Linked DNA regions of Mus musculus: all the other regions are linked to region 1. The links are chromatin contacts, called in public HiChIP or PLAC-seq and promoter capture Hi-C maps. All regions are on one chromosome and are shown on one strand. The core of a region is the stretch at or near the end of the contact, and the rest is flanking DNA. Distances in the headings are between cores, read along the strand shown. Region 1 holds the start of Lpin2 (lipin 2). Region 2 holds the start of Spdya (speedy/RINGO cell cycle regulator family, member A). Region 3 overlaps Dlgap1 (DLG associated protein 1). Region 4 holds the start of Trmt61b (tRNA methyltransferase 61B).

What was found. Promoter capture Hi-C pulls out the DNA fragments that hold promoters and counts their contacts. HiChIP or PLAC-seq counts read pairs in DNA pulled down with a chosen protein or histone mark.
Region 2: a contact with region 1 is called in a promoter capture Hi-C map of the HPC-7 cell line. The contact joins the promoter of Spdya here to the promoter of Lpin2 in region 1. A contact is called at or near these places in 10 of 39 promoter capture datasets (the HPC-7 cell line, cranial neural crest, embryonic stem cells and 7 more) and 1 of 115 datasets of contacts at active chromatin or transcription factors (memory CD8 T cells).
Region 3: an HNF4G HiChIP or PLAC-seq map of pancreatic cancer cells shows a contact between it and region 1. The contact joins the enhancer-like site here to the promoter of Lpin2 in region 1. A contact is called at or near these places in 2 of 39 promoter capture datasets (the 3T3-L1 cell line and pre-B cells) and 4 of 115 datasets of contacts at active chromatin or transcription factors (the SCID.adh cell line, bone marrow-derived macrophages, neural tube and 1 more).
Region 4: a contact with region 1 is called in a BATF HiChIP or PLAC-seq map of CD8 T cells, with 5 read pairs. The contact joins the promoter of Trmt61b here to the promoter of Lpin2 in region 1. A contact is called at or near these places in 2 of 39 promoter capture datasets (hematopoietic stem and progenitor cells and pre-B cells) and 2 of 115 datasets of contacts at active chromatin or transcription factors (CD8 T cells and effector CD8 T cells).

What each region holds. Positions count from the first base shown.
Region 1 is chr17:71,181,729-71,184,812 of GRCm38.p6, forward strand. Lpin2 (lipin 2) reads left to right here and starts at 1,804. Exons shown (of 20, transcript NM_001357791.1): 1 at 1,804-2,016.
Region 2 is chr17:71,550,799-71,553,929 of GRCm38.p6, forward strand. It overlaps Spdya (speedy/RINGO cell cycle regulator family, member A), which reads left to right and starts at 1,263. Exons shown (of 7, transcript NM_029254.1): 1 at 1,263-1,343.
Region 3 is chr17:70,795,291-70,798,628 of GRCm38.p6, forward strand. All of the region lies in intron 9 of Dlgap1 (DLG associated protein 1), which reads left to right. The region is part of intron 3 of Gm41609 (predicted gene, 41609); the gene reads right to left. Among named protein-coding and RNA genes, the nearest start is that of Gm41609, 9.0 kb to the right of the region's middle. Within about 2 kb of position 1,836, at least 42 of the 459 cell types and tissues checked have an H3K27ac peak or open chromatin away from gene starts, as enhancers often do. A contact at or near this core is called in bone marrow-derived macrophages, pancreatic cancer cells and pre-B cells, where this site is marked.
Region 4 is chr17:71,597,284-71,600,350 of GRCm38.p6, forward strand. It overlaps Trmt61b (tRNA methyltransferase 61B), which reads right to left and starts at 1,478. Exons shown (of 6, transcript NR_027952.1): 1 at 653-1,478. n-TCgca52 (a tRNA gene) reads left to right here and starts at 1,988; the gene lies at 1,988-2,059.

The sequences.
Region 1 (3,084 bases), core at 554-3,053:
CCCAATTAGTTATCCAGTACAAAATGATCAGTCCTGAAATAATATACATACAATTAACATGTATGTGTTTATGTTATGAGCAGGCTGATTTATATATCTATGAATGTATGTATAAGCAATGAAAAAATAGAGGCCATGAATATGAGCGAGAGCAAGGAATGCATGAGATGGGTTGGAGGAAGGAAAAGGAAGGTGAAATGCTGTAATTATATCCTAATTTCAAAAATAAGAATTATTAAAAATAAAAACAAAAACAAACAAACAAACAAAAGAATATGCCGTTCCATGGCTTGTAAGGAGAGGCTGCAGTGCACGGTGGGGAAACCCCGAAAGGACACAGAAAGATATTCTTAAACAAAACATCAAGACAGCTTGCAACTCTAGAGTCAAAACATCTCGGGCCAAACTACATTAGGGGCAACAAGGTCTTCTCTCTTTGAAATGAAAGATACATCTAGACTAGCAGACCGATGATTGGTGGGGGAAGGTTCTTGGCCATGAAACTGGAAGGTGGTAGGGTCAGAAGGTGAGGAAAGACTCTGGGCAGTGAAGCAGATGGGAGTTGGGTGTGCCCCAACTTTACAGGTATCAGCTGGGGGAAGTCGAGGAACAGTCAACAAATATTTAATTAGTTCCTCTTCTGCCTCAGTAGTAGCATGAAGCAGGCAGCCACTAGAGAATGAGGAAAATACTATAAACATGAACCAATCCTTCTGAGTAAGGTGTCAAAGCCCAGAGGGGGCGGTGACAGAGGAAGGGCGGGTTGTCTGCTGCTTTCTGCATGATGAGAGGAAGGAAGCGTGAGAATATTTCCCTCCCAAGGTAGGAGGTAATGAAACTATCCCGAGAGAAACAGGAAAAGTCAAGAATGAGAAGCTAGAGAACAAACAGTAACAGCGTGTTCTACAGTCTGGGCTGCAAGCTACATTGGGCTCCCAATGGGAATGAAGGTGTAGCTGTTCCCAGTGCATTGACTTGGGGATTGAGGACTGGGTTCTCTGGGTTTAATTGCACTTCCCCACAGCGGAGGAGTAGTATTTCTCGAGCATTTACGGGAAACTTTCAACCTTGAAAACATTTCTTTCACTGGTAGATCAGATGAAGAGCCACGCTGAAGTGAAAAATCCCAGTAGGTTTGGGTGTCTCTGTGGACCTTGGTAACTACTGAGGCAATCTGGTTGAATTCCACACGGCGGTACTTAGGCAGGGAAACGAAAGGTTTCCCGGGTCCCAGCACAGACTATGCTCACCGCGCTTCATTGTTGCAAAGAAACTGCTGTGCCCAGGCCCATACCGGAGAGAGTTTGTATAAATGCATGGCTCAGCGGCCGGAAGACTGTGTCACACTGTTCATGCTCGCGGTGAGCACGAAGAAATTAACAAGCATTTAGAAGTGATGCCATGGCCTTCCATCGAAAGAACCAGCTGCAGATATACAAGACGAAAAACAGCCGCCGTCACTAACACTCGCAGCTGCAGCCGTTAAAGTGCACTTTTTAAGTAGGCGGTGTTATCACCGAGCTCCAAGGGTAAATAAGGAAAGATACGGGTTCTGCAGTGATCCCATGATGGTGCACTCGCGTTACGCGGGGACACCATTATGCAGCAGACCGTTTGCACTCTTTTTTGGTAGCTGGACTCTGAAGCCCGACGCAGCGCCGCAAGGTTGCCATGGGGACCGGAGGAAACTTTTTTTTAAAGCGCCCTTCTGAGGCCGGCGCCGGCGTCGAGCTGCTCTCTCCCCGGAGGGGCCCAGGGCTCCAGGCGCGCGGCCGGCGGGGGCGGAGCTCGCGTCACGTGGCCGGGCCGGGGCGGGGCGTGCGCGCAGTCTACCGCCAGCTCGGCCGCCGCCGCCGCTGCTGCCGCCGCCGCGTCCCATTCATGAGGCCCGGCGGGCTCCGCTGTAGCCCGCGGCTTCGGAGGCGGCGGCCCCGCCCCCTGCTCCCCCGCTTCTTGGGGCATCCCTGCGGGGCTGCACAACAGTCCGCCGAGTGAGAGCCGCGCGCGGTGCCGCAGGTAAGCGGGCCGGAGACAGCGCCGGGGCTTCCCGGGGGGCCGCGTCCCCGCTCGCGGCCTCGCCTCGCGTGGGCCACGTAGCCGCGGCCGCGCCGCCTGAGGACGCGCGGGCGTCTGCGGAGACCCTCACGTCGGCAGCGGTCCTCCGAGCCGCGGGCGGCGCGCCCGGGGACCGCAGCCCCGGGCCTGGGGGAGGGGAGCGGACGCCGGCGCGCGGTCGCGGTCATCCCCCGGCCGGGACTGGCGAGGTGCAGTTATTCCCTCAGGCCGTTGGCTTGCCCGCCGCCGCCGTCGCCGTCGCCGCCGCCTCCTGCAGGCCGCGGACCTGGTTTAGATGTGAGTAGCCTGTTGCCGGCGACCCCCGGGGCCCTGGAAGGTTCTGTCGGCTGTGGGAACCGGAGCTCTGAGGCCCAGTTTTGAGCGCCGCGGATCCACCCCAGCCTAAGAAAATTATTTTCATTCAAATTTAGGATGGCGTTTCGGAGCCATAATTATGCAGAACAAGACTAGGAAGATCGCCCTCGCTTTCAGAAAGTACTGGAACGCAGGATACTTGGAGAGGCACTGAGGGATTACTGAACAAGCGGCCACACACTTATTTTAATGCATCTTTGAGACTTAAAAAAAAATTAAAAATGGAAACTGAGGCTCTTGCATGGCGCTGAAGCTCATTTGCCCAGCAGTAGGGATGCTGGTTAAGTTGGTACCGAACCTCGCCTCACTAATTTAAAACGTTATGATAACACAAGTTGAATTTTGAAATCTATTTTGGGATCATTTGCCGGTTAGTGTCTGTGTTGATCCGACATTGATTGCTTTCACTGGCTTAAAACTACGAATCGTGGCAGGTATTGCTAGACTGGGTTAGCAACCCAGCCAGCCACCAAGTGTGGGAGGAAACAGGTGTTTTAGCCCTCGTTGGGCTGCCCTGCCCGGTGTGCCCTCTCACATTGCCCGTGGGTAGCCTCCTACGGGCTTCCTCCTAGTTAAATGTGTTCTTGATTGTGGTTTATCGGCCCCAGCGATCTTCAAGTTCGAGGTAGTAGCAGAATAGCTGTAGCATGCTAG
Region 2 (3,131 bases), core at 13-2,512, 370 kb after region 1:
TAATGGACCTGAGATGTTTACTCATTTTCATTTTTAAAAATTGAATGCTTATGAGTGTCTTGTTTGCATGTATGCATGTGTGCTACATGTGTGCCTTATGTCAGCAAAGGCCAGAAGATGATGTTGGATACCCTAGAACTGTAGTTACAGGTGGTTGTGAGCTGCCACATGTGTGCTAGGAATTTGAGCAGCAAGTACTTTTAACCATAGAGCTGTCTCTCTATCCCTGAACCTGAGATCTTAACAACAGTCGAATTAGCTCCTACTCAAAGGGCTCATTGTATGTATGTTTAGAATATTTTTTACATTATTATGGAAACATACCTTTTCAGTGTACTTCAGCATCACGTAGCATCAGTTTCCTTAAGTTCCTGACTCAGTGTTTCTTGTTAGAGATTTTATAGGTGAATTGATAGCCTGAGAGAGGTTGAAGATCTAATGGGCTGGTAACACTTTTGTCTAAGCCATTAACATTACCATGACCTTGGTTTTATCTACTCAGTCACATTTTAAGGAAGTTCTACAAAACACTGAGTACAGGTAGCTAAAAGGGGGAAGATTCCACAACCCAACTCATGTTGTCTGTTAATCTCTGGATGTATGGACCAACCCAAAATTCCACAGAGAGTCTTAATTACCAGTTCAGTTACTAGTCTACTTGAGTTTGATAACAAGTCAGAACTGTATGGTGCTCTCATACTATATATATAAAGCAGATTCTGAATTGGAGGGGTGGGACTGGCAAGCGTTGATTATGCACCAGCTATATCCCAGGAGTCTCAGGAAGGCACGGGCATGACAAAAGGAGCATTTAGGGCTGTGAATGGAAGAACGTTGCCCTTTGCTCACTAAAGGCCACTTTATTTCACACCTTTTGAGCTAGCATGCGTGGGCTCTTTCTCCTCTTACACACTTGTGCACAAGGGAAGAAGCACCCAGGTCCAAGGCGCGAGCAGAGAGGCAGGGAGGGGGAACGGCAAGCAGCCCTGGTCCTTCAGGGCAGCCCAGTCCCCTCGTCCTGTCCGGGGCTCCTCAACCGCTCCGCACAGCCAGCGTTCGAGGGAAAGCGCGACCGCATCAAGATACAGAGAGCTGGAGCGGAATAACGGCAGAAGGCGGAGGCGACCCGGTCAGCGAGGGGCGGGGCGGGGCGATAGCGCAGGCCCCGCCCTCGGCGGTTCCCGTGCTCTGATTGGCTCCCGCGGCCGCGCGCTCCCGGCCCTCCGCTTGAGGTTCTTAGGCGGGTTTTGCGGCCTGCGGCTAGCGACCCAGCACGCAACCGCCTGAGGTAGATCGCTGAGGCGGAGGCTGTGGGGCCGCTCGCTCTTCGCCGGCCTGCGCAGGTACCTTCACCTGCCCGCCCGCCCGCCGGGGCCTGATGGCGGGGTTCTGGGTGTCGCCTGTGCCCTCCCTCTCGCTCCCACAGTCCTGCGTGAGGAGGCGGGGACGCCTCAGCCCCACATCCCCGCGGCCTCGAGCAGCCCCGCCGGCCCCAAGGGCCGGGCATCCCGGAGGCGGGGACGGGAACTGGCGGTGCGGGGCGAGAGGAGGGAGACCGGGCAGTGCGGCTCCGGCGGGTGGCGCGGGGTTGGTGCGCGGTGGGGAGCGAGGCTCGGCCTCTTCACGGGGCTGAGGGATGAGTCCTGCCGCTGTGTCCCGTGTCCCACGCCCCCGGCCCGAGTCCTCCCGGGCTGGAGTTCTGAGCTGTCGCGTCTCATCGCGACACCTTTAGCCACTTTCTCCAAAAGTACGAAAGTTTTCCTGCCTACCTGCCCCCTGTCGTCAGCGATTGACTGTCAGATGCTCACACGGAGAAACTATTTCTAATATATATATATGTGTGTGTGTGTGTGTGTGTGTGTGTGTGTATGTATACGTGTGTATACACACACACACATATGTAATATATATAGTAACCACTAGCCATACACATACATATGATCCTGTCGCCAGAGTTTCTTCAGATGCTTACAGAATTCAGCTGTATGTACCAGACAAACAGAACCCCAGACCTCACACACCCGGACATCGTCTTTATGAATTTTGCTGTGATTTTTTTTTTCCCAATGTTGGGTCGAATGCATGCCACTGAGTTGAAGGATCTTTAACTTTTATGTTGTGAGACTTTTCCTTCAGAGGTCCAAATCGATCAATATCTGCTCACCCTAGACAGGGCATTCGTGACAGAGCAAAGTAGGGATTCCACCCAAGTCCGCTTTGGTGAAGCCCGGGTTTACAAGGGTATCTGTGGGAGAGGGCTTACTGACAGATAGAGCCTGTGTGGCTCAAGCTGCGTCCCTGAAAAGTCCACCCAGCTCAGGGGAAGCCCTGGGAAAGCTGCCGTCCTTACTGCTTTAGAACCTTGGACAGGGGCCTGTCGACTCTTGGGAGTTGTTTATTTTTCTGAGTCTTGTTTCGTTACTTCGTCTTAAGCAGCTTCCCTTTAGGACAGAATGTGTCTTGTTTGGAGACAATCAGCGAGCTTCTCTTATTTCCCCGTTCACTCTTTCTCTTGAGAAATGCCTCATCGTTTTTTCACTTGTTCTTTATTTCTTCCCTCTTGCATTAGAACTCTTACTCATTGATGCATCTAAACAAAGAGCTAAATTTAAAAAAAATACAGCAAAGTAGAATTTGACACAGGCTGCAGTTTTTCTTCGTAAGCTCTTAACTGCACAAACTTTGATTCAGTCTTTATGAACTTTAGTGAATCTCTATTTGGGAATTTCAGCCATTTCCTTTCCCTGTTTTCTCAAGTCTTAGATGAAATAATCTGATACATGAAGTTTGCATTTTCTTATTTTGTTTCAATATAAAAACATTGTTTAAAAGTCACTTACCATTGAGTAAAACTTAGCTCCTGGACAATGTAGCACAGTGTTCTGCATTCTGATATATCTGTCTTACCTCTGAATCTAGCCCTGCCCTGGTCCTTTTTGAGAAACTTAATGACTGTTTGGTTTTTTGTTGTTGGGTCGTCCCCCCCCCCCCAGAAGAAAGGCAGATGAAGGAATCAAAAGACAAATAATTGTAGAACTAATTATAATTTCCATCTATTTTGGTTGTTGGTTAGTTCTGTTTGTTTCGCTTTGAGTTGTCCATGCTGGTCTTTGAGATATATGTTGTCCACG
Region 3 (3,338 bases), core at 586-3,085, 390 kb before region 1:
AAAGGACCAGAAACCATCCTTTAGTGATATCCTGTGTGGAGCCTGATATGATAAAGGCAAGACAGGACAGACTGAAAACAGATCCTCGAGTAGCCAGTGGGAGCCTGCAGTGTTCCAGGGGTCACAGGGAGTCGCACTACACAGGCTCAGAGAGTAAGGTCTCTTACCACTTTCTCAAACAAGAACTTTGATTAGAAAGAAGTGCAATGATACCAGGGAAATCATGTAGCTATTCTAAGAAACAAAAAATCCTCTATGTAGCCCTAGCTGGAACTCCTCTGTAGACAAGGCTGACTTGTCTCACAGAGATCCACCTGCTTCTGCCTGCCATGTGCTGAGATTAAAGGTACTAGCCACCATACCTGGCTAGCTGAGCATCTTCTAACTCAGTTCAATTTTGACAGTATCTGGAGGTAGCATCAAATTCTCTAGGATGAAGGTCAGTTCACAAGATCTTTGCCCCCAAACACTCTTCTTTGCCCCCCAACACACACACACAAATGCACACACACACACACACACACACACACACACACACGCATACACACTATAGATGACAATCTCATAACCCTAATTATTTTTTAAAATAGTTAGGCTGGGTCTGGAGAGATGACTCAGCAGATAAGTACCTCTCTTGTACCATACCCAAAATTTAATTCCTAACATCCATTTTAAACAGCTCACAACCTTCTCCGCCCAGGATCAAACACCTCTGACCTCTGAGGGGACCTGCATAGGTATACACAGACCTCTGCACAAACACAAATACATACACATAAGTGCACACTATAAGGAAAGAGATATAGCATACAGCCCCTGTACCCCTTCTTCGGGTTCAATTAACGTGCTTTAAGGACTCACAGGACTCAGGGAGATACAGTTACTAATTCATTATACGAAGGGCACTAGAGACGGCCCAGTAAAACCTGTGGAGGAGGCTGTCAGCCAGTTCTCGCCTCTCATGCAAAATAACCAGAGTTCAAAGTTGAGAACTCATGGAAAATGTCAGGCATTATGGTGCGTTGTAGTCCTTGGGCTAGTAGGGTGGAAATGCCGAGCTTGCTGGCTAGCCATCTAGCCTTAAATGGCTCAGCTCTGACCAACGAAGACCCTGAGTCAGAAAACAAGATGGATAGCTCTTCTAAGATGACCCCACACACACGGGGGTGACCTCTGGACTCCACACACAGGCACACACACATACACATCTTTTGTTTTTGGTGTTTTTTTGGTTTTTTCAACACGAGGTTTTTCTGTATAGCCTTGGCCATCCTGGAACTTGCTCTGTAGACCAGGCTAGCCTCAAACTCACTCTGCCTGCCTCTGCCTCCTAAGTTCTAGGGTTAAAAGCCTGGGCCACTACCACCCCTTGGACAGAGAATTTCTTTATGGACAACTCTTGAGAAGGAAGAAAATTTGAGTTTCTAGGACTTTTCTTGGGGAAGAAAAAGTCAGTTTCTGCAGACTGCCTTACGAAGAGGAGTTATTAGCTCTAAGTCATAATTTTGTATATATGCATACATATCAACATACCCAACATCTATAGGCACATATACATACATACAATACATATACACACATATATGTCACAAAAATCACAGTTTAGTCCAGTTCTTTTCCTCTTTGGGGGTTTTTGTTTTCAATTTTACACTTACTTAGTGAGGTGGGGGAGATCATGTGCCCCAGCATGGGTAGTTGTCAGAGGAGAACTGTCTTGAGTTGAGTCTCTCCATCCACCATGTCAGTTCTGGGGATCAGCTTCAGGTGGTCAGGCTGGGTGGTAAGCAGCTAACCACCCGAGCCATCCATCACACCAGCCCTGGTTGCCTGTATTGCTTAGACAAGGTCTCGCTCTGTAGGCCAAACTGGCTTGGGACCCAGGGCAATCCTTTCCCCTACTTCCTTCCCTGTGCTAGAATTACCAATTTCAAGGTGAGCCGCCATTCCTAGCTAGCTTCATTCTGCTTTCTCTCCTTTTTTTTTTTTTTAAAGATTTATTTATTATATGTAAGTAAGTACACTGTAGCTGTCTTCAGACACTCCAGAAGAGGGAGTCAGATCTTGTTATGGATGGTCGTGAGCCACCATGTGGTTGCTGGGAATTGAACTCAGGACCTTTGGAAGAGCAGTCAATGCTCTTACCCGCTGAGCCATCTCTCCAGCCCTCATTCTGCTTTCAAAGACAGCAGCTTTATTTGTGTAGGTGACACATGATGTAAACAGTGTGGTGACTGATATCTGCTGATCGGAAGTCAAACCACATTTAAAAATAAAACCCAGGCGGGGAAATGATGAAAGCTAAACAAACTTTTACAGCCCTTCAGAGACTATGTTTGCCAGGCTGCTCTCTGATTCTTGGACTCCAGGGACCTGCCTGACTCAGTCCAGAGTGACTGGGATCATATGCATGCACACCACATGCATCCTAAACTCACTTTAAAAAAAAAAATAAACTGGGCTGGGGCTGTCGCTCAGCTGGTGGGTGCTTCCCTAGCAAGCATTCAGGACTGAGCTAGTGCTCCAGCACCAAATATATCAGGCTCGGTGCCACTAGCCTTCATGCATTAGAAGCCACAAAGTTTTGACTTCTTAAAAAGGAAAGCAGGGGCTGGAGAGATGGCTCAGCTGCTGAGCACTGGCTGCTCTTCCAAAGGAGACAATTTTGTTTCCCCACACCCACATTAACTGACAGCCATCCATAACTCCAGGTCAGCACTCTTTCCTCCCCTCTGTAGGCAATGGGCATGCACATGGTATACAGACATACTCGTCGGCCAACATCCATATACATCAAAATAAGATAACTTTTAAAAAAATGGCAGGCACAAATGCAAGAATATGCCTCTTGCCTGGCATATTCAAGGCTGTGGCTTCAATCCCCAGCACCACCACAAATACCAATAACAGTAAATAAACAAGAGAGACATACTTCTTTTACTACAGCTCCAGCCAGTAAGAGAACAGACTCGACAGTATGACAGAGACATGCCATTGATGGCACGTCTATGTGTATATGAGACGTGGCCTCTGCACCACAGATTGGAGAAACAGCCACAAAAATGCATTCTTCAATGCACAGATAATCTCAACTTGAAATTATACAGAGCTGTACTGGTGATAAACCCACATGGCTTTAAAGTAGGAAGATGGACCCCCCTACTCCTCCCAGCTTCTCTCCTTCTTCACCCCAAAAGTCTATAGAAGGGAACATGCCACAGACCACCCCAGCTGGGTATTGGGGGTCCCTGGGATGTGGGTTCTCGAGGCCAGGTGGGTAAGGATTCAGCTGAGACACACAGAAACAAACACAGAGGCAGTGTGAATCTGAGTGTTTTGCA
Region 4 (3,067 bases), core at 228-2,727, 420 kb after region 1:
GCAGTACTGAACTCAATAATCACACTGGCTTTAACCCCAATAACCAAACAAACTGGACTTGGATGGAATGGTCTGTTGGTGTCCTAACTGAGGTGAATAGCCATTTATGTGCCGCTCCCTGAGGAAAGGAATGCAGGGCTTTTGGTGCAGTCTAGGCAAGCCTTCTACTACTAAGTTACATCCCTAACCCTAATACAAATATGTATGCGATAATGGATTTCCAGTAACATTCCTTATTAAGTATCATTATTAAAATACTGCCACAGGGCCTGCGAGATGGCTCAGCCAGTAGACACGAAGGCAAGCCTGGTAACCCGAATTTATTCCAGGATCCCAGGTGGCAGAAGAGACTCTGGGAGAGTTACCCTCTGACCTCCACACTGTTTGCAAGTTCTCATTCAGGGCCCACTCCCCAAATATTAAAAACAAAAAAATATGGTATTATTACAATGGTACTACAAAATGTACCCCCAAACAGTTCAACATCCTAAGATCAATACCCATACGCTTCAGAGCTGTGGGGAACAAACAGGTACGTCTCTGTTTAGCGAGTCCATACCATTCTGCTAGTAAACTGGCATAATCTTCATTTTAGATAAGGGAGTGGCAAATATCAAATGTAAATTCTGTTTCCTTCTAAAATTATCAGTACCTGAACATGTTTAAAAATCCAACATGCTGAAAAACTCCAAAGGTCGGTGATGAGAACATTCATCGGACTGTGGTAGTGCGCCGTCCGTCCTCGCCCTTCCTGGAACCCACACACACCTAATTCCCATGACAATACTTTTGGGATAGGTTCCGGCGTTCCCTCTTCCATCAATATACAGAGTCCTCCAAAGGTGGCCTCCGCAGAGAACTCTTACCGGGAAAACATGTCAGGATCTGGCCAGGATACTTGTCCTCGATCTCCCTGAACGCAATCGCTCCCCAGTTACTATTAAAGTGTCCGACGTTGCAGAGTAGGACTAATTTCTTTAATTGTGATTCTCTCTTTCCCGCCAGAGCTTTAATAAGCATCCCCGACTGAAAAGAGTCCTCTGGAAAGGGACCAGGAGGAGGCAGCGCGAAGCTCTCCGGGCTCGGTAGCCACTCGTGTCCAGCACGCGATCCTCGGAGTCATATCCTGTAGGGTCTCAGTGGCCCTGCTCTCCGCTCTGGTCCTCCGGATCTCGAGGGGGTAACTCCTCCCTCGAAGTTCCCAGCCCGAGCCTTTCCACATACTAGAGACAACCGGGTCCCGACGATCCGGACGCGGGCAGCACGGGAAGGGAACGACCGGTGCACGCGCTCTCCAACTCGCGTGTCCCCAGGCAAGGACCCGCAACCCCGGGAAATGAGCTCGCTCACGAGGCACCGACCCAAAGTCAAGCAGGAATGAATCGGCTCTGAGCTCTGATCGCCTCTCGGGCGCCTCAACCTCACAAGGAAGAACCACGTCGTCCTTAGAGAGCCTGACGTCCGGAGCAGGTGCTGTCGCACACGTGTGACGTAGCCACCGCCGTGCCCTTTGCCCGGTTTTGGGGTAGTGCAGGCTGTGGGCTCCCCCGCGTCGCCGACAGAGTGCGTCACCGCCTTGGCGTCCAGCACATGCGGTGGCCCGAGCTTAGGGCTCGTTGGCCTCCGGGCTAAAATCCTGGCTTTCCGCGAGTGGCAAAAGCACAGAGTTTACTTACTGCTCACCAATCTCCGCTAGCCGCCCAGGGACAGGAAGACCCGGGAAGACTAGACGTGGAACCTGGACAGTCTTAACCAGGTTTAAGTCACTAGTGGTGGTGGACAGGACCGTCACCCATCATCCCCAAGAGTCCAAAGTCATCTAGCCCAGAAAAATCGTTGGTCAGGCGTCATAGGACGCACTGCTTGCTGACCCGCACACCTTGCTCATAACTGGGAGGTCTATTTCGAATGGCTAGGGACTCTCTGGTCAGCCTCAGCCCGAGGTCTAGAGTGTTCACAAAGGTAGAGTAAGGTGGCAGTAGCCACCGGGGGTATAGCTCAGTGGTAGAGCATTTGACTGCAGATCAAGAGGTCCCTGGTTCAAATCCAGGTGCCCCCTTCCTATAATTTTGGTGGCACATTCCAGCACTTGGGAGGCAGAACCAACCTAATTTACATAGTGGGTTACAGGATAGCCAGAGACTATCCGATGGCTAAGCTACAAAATAAACAGGAAAAAAAAAAAAAAAAAAATCAACACAACTGTTTTAACCACCCCGCCTACCCAAATAAACACTTCTTTTCCTGTGCGCCACCACTGCCCAGCAATAAACACTTCCTAAAATTGAAGTTAGCCGGGTGTGGTGGCGCATGCCTTTAATCCCAGCACTCGGGAGGCAGAGGCAGGCGAATTTCTGAATTCGAAGCCAGCCTGGTCTACAGAGTGAGCTTCAGGTAGCCAGGGCTACACAGAGAAACCCTGTCTCAAAAAACAAATAAAATTTGTACAACAGCACATCTGTCTCAAAAAACCAAAAACAAACAAACAAAAAAACTGAAGTTACCTTTTGCACTCAAAGTTAAATATCATTAGCCTGCCTATAAGTTTATTGAGAATCAGACAGTACCATGCACATATATTGAAAATTTGCAATTCAGTTAGAAATCAGTATTTATGACCTACTATACAAAGAAGATTAAACGACGTCAGCAAGTCCCCTGACAAGGTAGCTGAGAAATGGGATGGTGGGATTTCTAACTAGGTTGACCACGTTCAGCAGCTCTTGTTGATGGTACCATACACCTTTCTAAAGACTAAGGAATGGTGGGGTGATAGCTGGGTGTGTAAAAAGTGCTTGCTTTGCAAGAACTGGGATCTGAGTTTGATTTCCAGAACTCATGTTTAAAAGGGGGACAGCAAGATGGCTCAGCAGATAAAGGTACGTGCCAAAGAGATTGATGACTAGATATCTATGGTAGGATTCCAGTGGAAAAGCAGACTTTCCTCTGATACCCACACATATTTTGTTGCATTCATTTCCCTCCCTCCACTATTTCTTTTAAGTCAGGGCATGATGGCGCATATTTACATACACAACTCTGATCCCAGGGAAGCAGAAACAGGCAG